2 separate regions of the Pan troglodytes genome follow, and region 2 is linked to region 1. The links are chromatin contacts, called in public HiChIP or PLAC-seq maps. All regions are on one chromosome and are shown on one strand. Each heading gives the region's core, a stretch centred on a gene start, on an enhancer-like site or on the middle of the called end of the contact. The rest is flanking DNA. Distances are from core to core; before and after follow the strand shown.

The links. HiChIP or PLAC-seq counts read pairs in DNA pulled down with a chosen protein or histone mark.
Region 2: a contact with region 1 is called in an H3K4me3 HiChIP or PLAC-seq map of stem cell-derived excitatory neurons, with 9 times the contacts expected there. The contact joins the promoter of FADD here to the promoter of LTO1 in region 1.

The regions. Positions count from the first base shown.
Region 1 is chr9:71,728,635-71,734,646 of NHGRI_mPanTro3-v2.0_pri, forward strand. LTO1 (LTO1 maturation factor of ABCE1) reads right to left here and starts at 3,388. Exons shown (of 6, transcript XM_016921435.4): 1 at 3,155-3,388; 2 at 1,186-1,291. The coding sequence starts at 3,204.
Region 2 is chr9:72,256,605-72,262,616 of NHGRI_mPanTro3-v2.0_pri, forward strand. It overlaps FADD (Fas associated via death domain), which reads left to right and starts at 3,383. Exons shown (of 2, transcript XM_508611.8): 1 at 3,383-3,933. The coding sequence starts at 3,648. All of the region lies in intron 3 of LOC107967138 (a long non-coding RNA gene), which reads right to left.

The DNA.
Region 1 (6,012 bases), core at 2,138-4,637:
CCTGTGCAGGTCCCTCAACACTCCACCAGGGTGGCTTTCATAACCAACAGAATGTGGAGGAACAGCACAAAGCTCCTGAGTCTAGGGATAAAAGCCAGTGTCACTTGCCTCACCAGCTCTCTTGGACCACTCGCTCTTGAATGTCATGAGGACATACAAGCAGCCCCATGGAGATGTCCATGCCCACAGTCAGGTGACAGCACCACCTTGGAGGCAGATCCTCCAAGCCCAGTCAAGCCTTCAGGTGACACGGCTCTGGCTGACACCCTGAGCCAGGACCACCCAGCAAAGCTGCTCCTGAGTTCCCAACCCTCAGAAACATGTGAGATCATCCATATTTGCTGTGTTAAGCCCATGAATTTTGTGGTGATCTGTTTCACAGCATCGAACATCCAATATAGTCATAACTGCCTCAACTCAGACTTTGCCACTAAGGGCCACTTATCTGTAAGAGCCAATCTAGGACAAAGGGCAAGAAGAGAAAAAAAAATCATGAAGTTAATGAAATTTCAATGTAAACATAAATGGAATATTCTCACATGACAGAGGGCACCCATTCTTTGGACAATGATTCAGCTGGCTTAGTACATGAGCCAGCACCATGACACTCCCAAGTAAACTCAGGAGACCAGGTACTTGTTTTCTTTTATCCAGCATGCATAATTTAATTGTATCTACCTACAGCAAAATGCAATCTTGGTTCTGTACTAAGAATATTTCTCCAGCAACAGTCCATCTAGTCCATTAACTACCATGCAAAGGCACTGTGATTTTTTTTGTTTATTTTTTGGAGATGGAGTTTCATCCTGTCGCCCAGGCTGCAGTGCAATGGCATGGTCCCGGCTCACCACAACCTCCGCCTCCCAGGTTCAAGCGAGTCTCATACCTCAGCCTCCCAAGTGGCTGGGATTACAGGCATAAACCACCATGCCCAGCTAATTCAGTATTTTCAGTAGAGACAGTGTTTCACCATGTCGGTCAGGCTGGTCTCCAACTCCTGACCTCAAGGCGATCCGCCCACCTCAGACTCCCAAAGTGCTGGGATTACAGGTGTGAGTCACAGCGCCCATCCGGCACTGTGATTTTAAAAGGCCTGACAATTCTTACTCCATCACACTGAATATCGAAATAAATTATAAATTGTAAATGAAGAGGCTTCATCTCCAGATGGGGGTTCCCACTTACCTCAGACCCGATTTTGGCTCCATGCAGCGTGCCATGCTGCCTTCCCTCCATCACACCCAAACTACTGCCTTCTTCATAGCCTTCCCGATACCCTTCCCCATGAAACCTGTGAAGAAGAAGTATGCTTCATCAAATCAACAGGAGAAAGAATACTTTCTCCAGAAAAACTTCTCTCTCTTGTATTACCCGGACCCAGTAAGACAAACCAGAGTAAAGGAGGAAAAGCCTAAAATTCAAGTCAGAAGACACAGATTCCAGTCCCAGATCTACCACTTCCTATTTGCCTCTGGAAGTCACTGTACCTCTTGTAGCCCAGTTTCTCCATCTACAACAAAGGGCTAAATTAGGGATTCCCAAACCTGATAGGGTACTAGAAACACACAAGGAAAATTCAAAGATATTAACTCAAAAGCCTCACCCCCAGAGATTCAGTACGTCTGGAGCAAGGCTCTGGAATCTACTTTTCTTTCTTCCTTTTTTTTTTTTTTTTGAGACAGGGTCTCTGTTGCCCTGCCTGGAGTGCAATGGTACGATCACAGCTCACTATAGCCTCAAACTCCTGGGCTCAAGCGATCCTCCAGCTTTGGCCACTCAAAGTGTTGGGATTACAAGTGAGGGCCACCGCACCTGGCCTGCAATCCACTTTTCTTTTCTTGAGACGGAGTCTCGCTTTGTCGCCCAGGCTGGAGTGCAGTGGTGCGATCTCGGCTCACTGCAAGCTCTGCTTCCTGGGTTCACGCTCTCCTGCCTCAGCCTCCCAAGTAGCTGAGACTACAGGCGCCCACCATCACATCCGGCTAATTTTCTGTATTTTTAGTAGAGACGGGGTTTCACCGTGTTAGCTAGGATGGTCTGGATCTCCTGACCTCGTGATCCGCCCGCCTCGGCCTCCCAAAGTGCTGGGATTACAGGCGTGAGCCACCGCATCTGGCCCGGAATCTACTTTTCAAAGTCTCCTAGGTAAGTCTGGTTTGCAGCCAGAGTTAGGGGGCCAAAGTTCTGTGAGTGTTCAAGTAGCACTAGCCCAAGTCAACCGCTTCCAAAAAACTGCAACATACACACGGTTTGACATCACATGGGTAGGGCAACAGAGAGAAATGGCATCAGATCACCACAAAATGTTCTCCGACTGGTACCCGGAGTAGCACTGACCCTGAGGCCCAACAGTGGAACTAGCACTATCTTAACCTGCAGTCACCAAACGTGCAAGGAGTGGGCTGCAGCGCCCCATGAAGCAGGGTGCACAGCTCCCCACTTATTAGTTGTGTGACCCTGGAAACTGACTGTGCCTCCTAGTCTGTAAATTCCGAAGAATAATAGGATCCACTCACTAAGTAGGGCTGAAGTAGATAACCAGGGTGGAACGTTTAGCTCTGTGTCTGACTCACAGCGCGAGCTAAATAAACGTCAGCGACTGACTGCTAAATGTTCGGCCGCTTTCTTAACTAACATCTATGGACGTGTCCTCTGGGCCGGGCACTGGAAGTCAGCCAGGAGGCAACTCACAGCTCCCCCACTGTCGCAGCACGAGGGGCTCCCCAGGGGCTCTGGAGGAAAAGGGGTGTGGTCGGGTACATCTATCAGCACATCCATGAATACTGCCGTATGTCCTATGATTAAGGAACCAGAAAAAAAGGCAGCTCCCAGATGGCAAAGGTCTGCCCTCCCAGAGGACGGGGCGGCCTCGGAGGAGGGGAACCACCAGGCTGAGCAGATGCTTGGGGCAGCCCTGACAGGGAAGGCGGGTCTGGAAGAGCAGCTGGGCACGTGCCCCGCCGGAGCGGGCCAGGAGAAGAGGACCAGAGCATCAGGCCCACACTTGTCCCTGCGTCCACGGCCACCAGGCGCTCCCCAATGCGCACGCCCAAGGGACGCCAGGCTCCAGCAGCCGCCCTGGGCCGCAGCCGGCGGCGAAGCCGCTGGGAGACGACCAGACAGAGCGGGGTGCGGGCCCGGCCTCACCACCCACCTCTCATCCGCCATCACGATGGCATCGAATATGTCCTGACTGCCAGCCATAGCGGCAAGCAGCCCGCCCTTGGCCCCCGGGTTTCTGCAGCCCTGCGGTGCCGTAGCAGACACGGCAGGTTCAGGCACAACTACTCCGCTTGGGAGGAGACGAGACCCACTTCCGGAAGCGGCGGCGCGGGGCAGGCCGGGTAAGAACGGCACGCGGGAGGGTCCAAAGCAGCCTGTACATGGCGCATGCGCGGCTGCAGCGGTGGGCGGGGCCGGACTCGACTGAAGCCCCGCCCTGGGGTCCTTTCGCCCTGCCCAGCTCCAGCAAAGGGCCTGTCTGTCCGCGCTGGGAGCGTCCATTGGCCGCGCGCGGGGAGAGCCGACCTGTATTTTACCACTGCAGATAGAACCGAATTTCCCAAAGTGGCTCCGAAAGAACCAAGGAAGAAATGGGAAGTCATCAGCTGGGCGCGGTGGCTCACGCCTGTAATCCCAGCACTTTGGGAGGCCGAGGCGGGCGGATCACCTGAGTTCGGGAGTTCGAGACCAGCCTGGCCAACATGGTGAAACCTCGTCTTTACTGAAAATACAAAAATTAGCCGGGCATGGTGGCAGGCGCCTGTAATCCCAGCTACTCGGGAGGCTGAGGCAGGAGAATCACTGGAACCTGGGAGGCGGAGGTTGCAGTGAGCCGAGATCGCGCCACTGCACTCCAGACTGGCGACAGAGCCAGACTCCGTAAAAAAAAAAAAAAAAAAAAAAAGGGAAAAGAAATGGGAAGTCATCAAAGAACCGACGCCTCAGGAGGCTCCGGGCCAGGAGGCTCTGCGTGTGGGATTTTGGGGAGAAATTTGTCGGTTTTAGTTCTCATATTTGTCATTTCCATGAGATGTGCTTCCTGAACACGATTTTTAAAAAGCGATTTCAAAGTCTAAGCGACAACGGAACTCAGATGAGAAACACCAGAAGCATTCCTAAAAAAGTCAGTAGTAAAACCTCACGTGACCACTGAACATCTTTCTACCAGCCCTGGCCAATGCAGTAAAACATGAAGCAAGAAGTGGAAATACCAAAAAAAAAAAAAAAAAAAAAAAAAAAGAAAGGCAGAAATACTACTATTTGCAGATATGATGGCCCACCTAGAAAACCCAAATAGTCACCTAAGACGTTCTCAGAATCCATAATCGCAGCAAGTAGCTATGTGTATGATGAATAGCGAAAAAAACACTTTCTGTTATTCCAACAATAATTGGTAGTAACCTGAGCAGGGGTGGTGATGGGAAAATCGCCTTATGATAGTCATAATACATTTCTTAGAAATAAGAATTTCTAACAATTTGAGCAGGACCCATATAAGGAAAACTACAGCTCTACCATGATTGAGGATTGGAAAACTGAACAAGTGCAGTACCAAAGAAAATTCCATGAGATCTGGTAAAATGTGTCAAAATCCTAAACTTTTTCATCCGTATGAATAAACTAATAAAAATAACTAAGATGTTTTAGAAAAAAAAGAATGATTTTCATATCAGATATGAAAAGATAAAGTGTCAATATAAATATTGTGGTATGTTGGTTCAAGAAGTGACAGACCAGTGAAATAAAGTAAATGGCCCAGACAATGGACTCTCATAGATGTAAAGCCTTCTCATGTGGTAAAAAGAAGAATTACAAATTAATTGGAGAAAGGAAATATTAACTAATAACTATAATGGAAAATTGGTTGTTTGGGAAAAGCTTGGTTCCATTTATGCCTCACACCATTCGTCAAAATAATTCCAGATGAGTTAAAGAGTTAACTTAAAAAAATTAAGCACATTGGCTGGGCACGGTGGCTCACGCCTGTAATCCCAGCACTTTGGGAGGCCCAGGCAGGTGGATCACCAGAGTTAGGGGGTTCGAGACCAGCCTGACCAACATGGAGAAACCCCGCCTGTACTAAAACTACAAAATTAGCCTGGCGTGGTGGTGCATGCCTGTAAGCCCAGCTACTCGGGAGGCTGAGGCAGGAGAACCCAGGAGACAGAGGTTGCAGTGAGCCGAGATCGCACCATTGCACCCTAGCCTGGGCAACAAGAGCAAAACTCCATCTCTAAATAAATAAATGAATAAAGCACATTTTGCCTGTAATCCCAGCACTTTGGGAGGCCGAGGCGGGCGGATCACGAGGTCAGGAGATCGAGACCATCCTGGCTAATATGGTGAAAACCCGTCTCTACCAAAAAATACAAAAAAAAAAAAAAAAAAAATTAGTGGGGCATGGTGACGTGTACCTGTAGTCCCAGCTACTTGGGAGGCTGAGGCAGGAGAATGGCATGAACCTGGGAGGTGGAGCTTGCAGTGAGCCGAGATCGTGCTACTCTACTCCAGCCTGGGTGACAGAGCGAGACTCTATCTCAAAAAAAATAAAATAAAATAAAAATAAATAAATAAATAAAATAAAATAAAGTACATTAAAAAATCTAGGTGGAACATTCAGACAAGTACGAAGATGCTCTTTTAACACATAAAAGCCATGAAGGAATTCTCAGCAAGCAAAACCAACATTTTACCATGTAAAAATGCAAACTTGTGTGTACCAAAAGTGATAAGAAACAAAATTTAAAGTTAAAGAACAATATGGGGAAATATTTGTCATAAATATTGTAACTAAAGAAATAATATTTCTGGTAAAGAGTTTATTTAAATACATGTATTTATTTAAATAAATACATCCTAATGGGGAAAAAAAAGGACTTGAAACATTATTCACAGAAAGAGCAACAGCTGGCCCATCAGGAAAAGCAGACGCAGCCTCACTAGTAACCAAGCAATGCTGAGAAAGAATAATGAGATGCATTTTTTACCTTTTAAAATAGCTTAAGTTCT
Region 2 (6,012 bases), core at 2,133-4,632, 530 kb after region 1:
CCCTCTCTCACCACCTCCACTGCTACCTGCCCTCTGGTCTGAGTGCACTGCCTTTCATTCAGATTATTGTAGTCCCCTGGCTTCTAACCAGCAACCAGCGTGATCTTTAAAAATGTAACTCGAGGTATGAGAATCGCTTGAACCTGGGAGGCGGAGGTTGCAGTGAACTGAGATCTCGCCACTGCGCTCCAGCCTGGGTGACAGAATGAGACTCCATCTCAAAAAAAAAAGAAAAAAGAAAAAAAGAAAAAAAAAGCTGGGCACACTGGCTCATACCTGTAATCCCAGAACTTTGGGAGATCAAGGCAGGCAGATCACCTGAGGTCAGGAGTTCCAGACCAGCCTGGCCAATATGGTGAAACCGTGTCTCTGCTAAACATACACAATGCAGGAGATCGGTCAAAGTGGTAGGAAATTATAAAGATAAAGTTATAGGAAATAGACACAAACTTTCTTGGAAGGCTGGAAGGTTTGCATAGCTTCAGTAAAAGATTTGGCTGAAGGTAGCTGAATTCTCTTAAAAGTTTAGGGCGTAGATACATAGGAATGTAGAGGAGTTTGTCTAAATAGCTTGTTCACTCATGTTGTCCTAAAACAGACCTTTGATCATTCATGGGCAGGACCACTCTCTCTGAGGGAGGGCGACCAGATTAATTACCCACAAATGTGTTGACTCAAAGCCTTTGTCATTAAGTCTGTGCTGAATAAATGCCTGCAGGACCAGCTAGTCAGGCCACGGGGCTGGAACAACTCTTTCTGTGAAAGGTCCAGCCCCCTAGCCAGCTCTTTCACTGAATACTGGTGTCTGAGTACATTATTCATCTGTAGTGCAGCCCGGGTCTGTGGGTCAGACCCTGGCAAGTTAGCCGGATGTGGTGACACATGCCTGTGATCCCAGCTACTCGGGAGGCTGAGGCACGAGAATCTCCTGAACCCAGGAGGCAGAGGTTGCAGTGAGCCAAGATAGTGCCACTGCACTCCAGTCTGGGGCAACACAGTGAGACCCCATCTCAAAAAAAAAATGTAACTCAAGACCAGGTACGGTGGTCACACCTGAAATTCCAGCACTTTGAGAGGCTGAGGCTAGTGGATCACTTGAGCCCAGGAGCTCAAGACCAGCCTGGGGAATATGGCAAAATCCTGTTTCTACAAAAAAAAAAAAAAAAACGAAAATTAGCCAGGGGTGGTGGTATGTGCCTGTAGTCCCAACTACTCAGGAGGCTGAAGTGGGAGGATCATTTGAGCCCAGGTGGCTGCAGTGAGCTATGACTGTGCCACTGCACTCTAGCCTGGGTGACAAAGCAAGACCCTGTCTCAATAAATAAATAAACAAAATAAAACTGTAACTCAGTGTTCATAGCAGCATTATTCACAACAGCCAAAAAGTGGAAGCAAAGGCAATGCCCATCCTCCGATGAATGGATAGACACACTGTGGCACCCAAACACCCAGACAGTGGAATAGTATGCAGCCATAAAAAGGAAGGAGGCTGGGCACAGTGGCTCACGCCTGTAATCCCAACACTTTGGGAGGCTGAGGCAAGAGGATCACTTGAGGCCAGGAGTTTGAGACCAGGCTGGCCAACATGGCAAAGCCCTGTCTCTACTAAAAATACAAAAATTAGCCTGGCATAGTGGCACATATCTACAATCCCAGCTAGTCGGGAGGCTAAGGCACAAGAAACGAGAGTCGCTTGAGCCCGGGAGGCAGAGGCTGCAATGAGCCGAGATTGTGCCACTGCACTCCAGCCTGGGCAAAAGAGTGACACTCTGTCTCAAAGAAAAAAAAGGAATGAAGTACTCATATGTTCTACATCATGGATGAACCTTGAAAATGATGCTGAAAACAGCCAGACACAAAATGCCACATACTGTATGGTTCTGTACACATGGAATGTCCAGAATTGGCAAATCCATAGATTTTAAAAAGTAGATTCGGCAGGGCACAGTGGCTCACGCCTGTAATCCCAGCACTTTGGGAGGCTGAGGCTCACTTGAGGTCAGGAGTTCAAGACCAGCCTGGCCAACATGGTGAAACCCTGTCTCTACTAAAATACAAAAATTAGCCAGGCATGGTGGCAGGCACCTGTAATCCCAGCTACTCAGGAGACTGAAGCAGGAGAATTGTTTGAACCCGGGAGGTAAAGGTTGCAGTGAGCCCAGATCGCACCACTGCACTCCAGCCTGGCCATAGAGCGAGACTCTGTCTCAAAAAAGCAAAAAAAAAAAAAAAAAGAAAGAAAGAAAAAGTAGATTCGTGGTTGGTGGGGGAGGGGAGGAGTACATGCTAATGGGTTTCTTCTTGGGGTGATGAAAATGTCCTAAAGTTAGACAGCAGTAAGGGTTGCACAACCTTGTGACTACACTAAAAACCACTGAAGTGTGACTTTAAAAGGGTCAATTGAATGGTATGTGAATTATATCTCAAGAAAACAAACTCAGCTGGCATCACCCCCTGCCCCACCCTGTGGTAAAGCTGGGTCCTTGTTGGCTGGTGAGGGCTCTCCTAATCTGCACCCCCTCCTCACCTCCAAACCCACGGCATTGCTGCTCCTGGAACCCCAGCCACACCTAGGTACCCGGCCCCTCCCAGCCTTCACCTGCGCCTTTACAGAGGCCCCATCAGACCACCGGGCCCCCCACCCTCCACACGCCCACCCCGTGAAGAGACTCCCTTTCCCCTGGCTCTTCTGAATTTCTGGCATACTATACGATTTCCTTATTTTTCCTTATTTTTATTTTTTAATAGAGACGGGGTCTCACTATGTTACCCAGGCTGGTCTCGAACCCCTTGTCTCAATCAATCCTGCCTCAGCCTCCCAAAGTGCAGGCATTGCAGGCTGAGCCACCACAGCCGCCACGACCTTCTCTTCTGGAGCGTGTCGCTTTTGTAATTATGATGTAAACTCCGGGCACGCGGGGACCCTCGCGCTTCGCTCACTAATTTGTCCCCAGACCCTACTACCTGGCACAGTAGGCGCTCAATACTGTTGATTGAATAAACGACTGCTACTTTGGAAATCATGTATTATTTAAATCACATGTTTAAACGCACATAAACTTCTGAGTAGTGTTTTCTGCACACACAAGATGTCTCCAGGGGTACCAAAGAATGCATTTTCCACGTTTGTCCCTAAACGTTAATGCATAAGTAACCTTGGTCACCAACAGATGTGAGGGCACGTGACGTTCGGGCTGCGCCCTCCCCGCCCCGGCCCTGCACACAGTAGGGCCGCACCGCGCTTTGCAAACAGGTGGACTCGGCAGAGGCGCGACCGCCCTCACCGCAGAGAGCTGGGCCACCTGCAGACTCTCAGGACACCCAAGGCCCCACCTCCCACCCGGAAAAGAGACGATACGCCGGGCGCAGGCGCAGAAGCCGCGCCCGTCCGCGGCGCCGCCAGCCAGGGCGGAAACGGCAACGGCTTCGCTAGGGACGCATGCGCGGGTCCCTTAGTTTTCGCGAGATAACGGTCGAAAACGCGCTCTTGTCGATTTCCGGTAGTGAATCAGGCGCCGCAGTGCAGGGTCGGGGGTGGAATCCTTGGGCCGCTGGGCAAGCGGCGAGACCTGGCCAGGGCCAGCGAGCCGAGGACAGCGGGCGCGCGGAGGGCCGGGCCGCAGCCCCGGCCGCTTGCAGGCCCCGCCATGGACCCGTTCCTGGTGCTGCTGCACTCGGTGTCGTCCAGCCTGTCGAGCAGCGAGCTGACCGAGCTCAAGTTCCTATGCCTCGGGCGCGTGGGCAAGCGCAAGATGGAGCGCGTGCAGAGCGGCCTGGACCTCTTCTCCATGCTGCTGGAGCAGAACGACCTGGAGCCCGGGCACACCGAGCTCCTGCGCGAGCTGCTCGCCTCCCTGCGGCGCCACGACCTGCTGCGGCGCGTCGACGACTTCGAGGCGGGGGCGGCGGCCAGGGCCGCGCCTGGGGAAGAAGGTGGGCGCGGGGCCGGGCCGGTGGAGCCAGGGCCTGGTCGCCCGGCTGTAGGTGCTGCGAGGCTCCTCCGGTTGGCTTCCAGGCGCCTCCCCTTTGCCGGGTTTGATTTGCGTGGGTTTTCTCCGTACAGCCCTGGTTTTGCAGATGGGAGAGCCAGAAACGCAGAAAAGTTAACTTATTCGAGGTTGCAGGGCGTGGACACGCACAGTCCTTTTTCCTCCACCCCCTTCTGCCCGGGTAAATTAGAAAACTCACTGAAGAAAAGATGAGTCAGAGAAGGTGTGGGGGAGGGGCAGAGGTTGGGTGAGCCTGCCTCGCATCATTTCCTTTCTGTCTCGGAATATGCTTTTCACGGCTGTCTGAGAGTAATACTAGCATTCAGTAACTCCTACCCAGGGGCTTACAGTGTGCCGCTTACCCTTGTAACTGCCAAATACAATTTTCGCAGTAGCCCTGTGGCTTAGATACTGTTAGCTATCACTGTTCCCATTTTACAGAGGACAGGACTGTGGCTCACAGGTTAAGTGGCGTTGCCGAAATGCGCAGCCGATAACTGACGGAGCTAGGCTTGAGCCAAGCAGTCCGGCCTCCGGATGGGTGGTGTTAGCCACTGCACTGCCTCTCTGGTCAAGTTCATTGTGGAGTGGCTTCCTGTCCTGCTCTCGGTCACTCCCTCTCCACCCTCGCCTGTGGATTGCAGCAGCTTCCAGGATAAAAAAGAAACTCTGAGTACAGCAGAGTTTCTCAGCCCTACCCCCCTTGTTCTCAGAGTCGGGAGAGGCTTGGGAGTGCTCTGGGGACGCCTCTCAGAGGCTTCAAGCTGTAGCTTGGAATCAGCCATTCAGTCACCAATCAGATAGGGCCTAAATGTGTCACCATGGGTTTCACTCTGTAAGGACTGGTGCCTGTTGAGGACAGGATGGACAGAACAGCTCTCTGCCTGAGAGCAGTCAAGTCCAGATTTTAAAAAAACATCAGTACTGAACAAACAAAACAGGACGTAGAAAAATCGGGTTTTATGGATATTTAATGTCTGGAGAAACACTGATAAATTGCATTTTAAAGGCGGTCTACGAAACATAGCTGACATTTGAGATGTATGTGTGCTTGGTTTTATTTATATTGTCATGTAGTTACTGTGTGCTGGGAAAAGTACACCAGAAGGTGAGCAGTGGGTATGGACAGGTTGGTAGCGGGCGACTGTGCCTTCCTCCCCAGAAGTTCAGCATAGCGGTTAAGGGTGGACTCTGGCACCACACTCTTAGGGTTTCAGAACATGGCTCTGCCATCGTCTAGCTACACGATCTCAGGAATGTCCATTAGCTTTCCTGTGCCTCAATTTCCTCATCTGTACAGTCATGGTAACACAGTGCCCAGCCCACAGGGCTGTCAGAGCTGCGGGAGCTGGTACACCTGCCAACGGTGTCTCAGAATTGCCAGGAGTAGTCCAAGCAGCACCCTGTCCTGCCTCTCCTTTCCTCTCTTCACATTCCAGAAGCGGCCTTTTATGGTCTTGTGACCAGCTCCCTGATCTCAGTGGTGACGTCAACAGATGAGGAGTATGGTAGCCAGGGACTGAAGACTGGTGGTCACTCGGGGCAGCTTTCTAAATAACAATTGGAGTGCCTACTAGTTTCCTGTGATTGCCATAACAAATGATCACAAATCTGGTGGCCTGAAGCAATAGAAATCTACCCCCTCAATCTGGAGGCCAGAAATCTGAATAAGCAGGGTGCAACAGACCGGCACACCCTCGGAATGCTGTTGGGGAGGCTCCTTCCGGGTCTCGTCCGCTTTGTGGTGGCTCCAGGCATTCTTTGACTTGTGGCCGCTTCACTCCAGGCTCACACGGCCTTCCCTGTGTGTCTCCTGCAAGGATACCTATCATTGGTGCATCCAGGTCATCCAGGATGATCTCCTCTCAAGACCCTCGGCTTACCTTTGCAAAGATGCTTTTTCCAAAGAACATTCATGGTTTCAGCAATTTCACGTGAACATACCTTGAGGTGACATCGTTCAACCTGCTGTAGGGCAGGATGTGGGATCAACCCTATTTTCTTCCCTCCCACAACTCCCCAG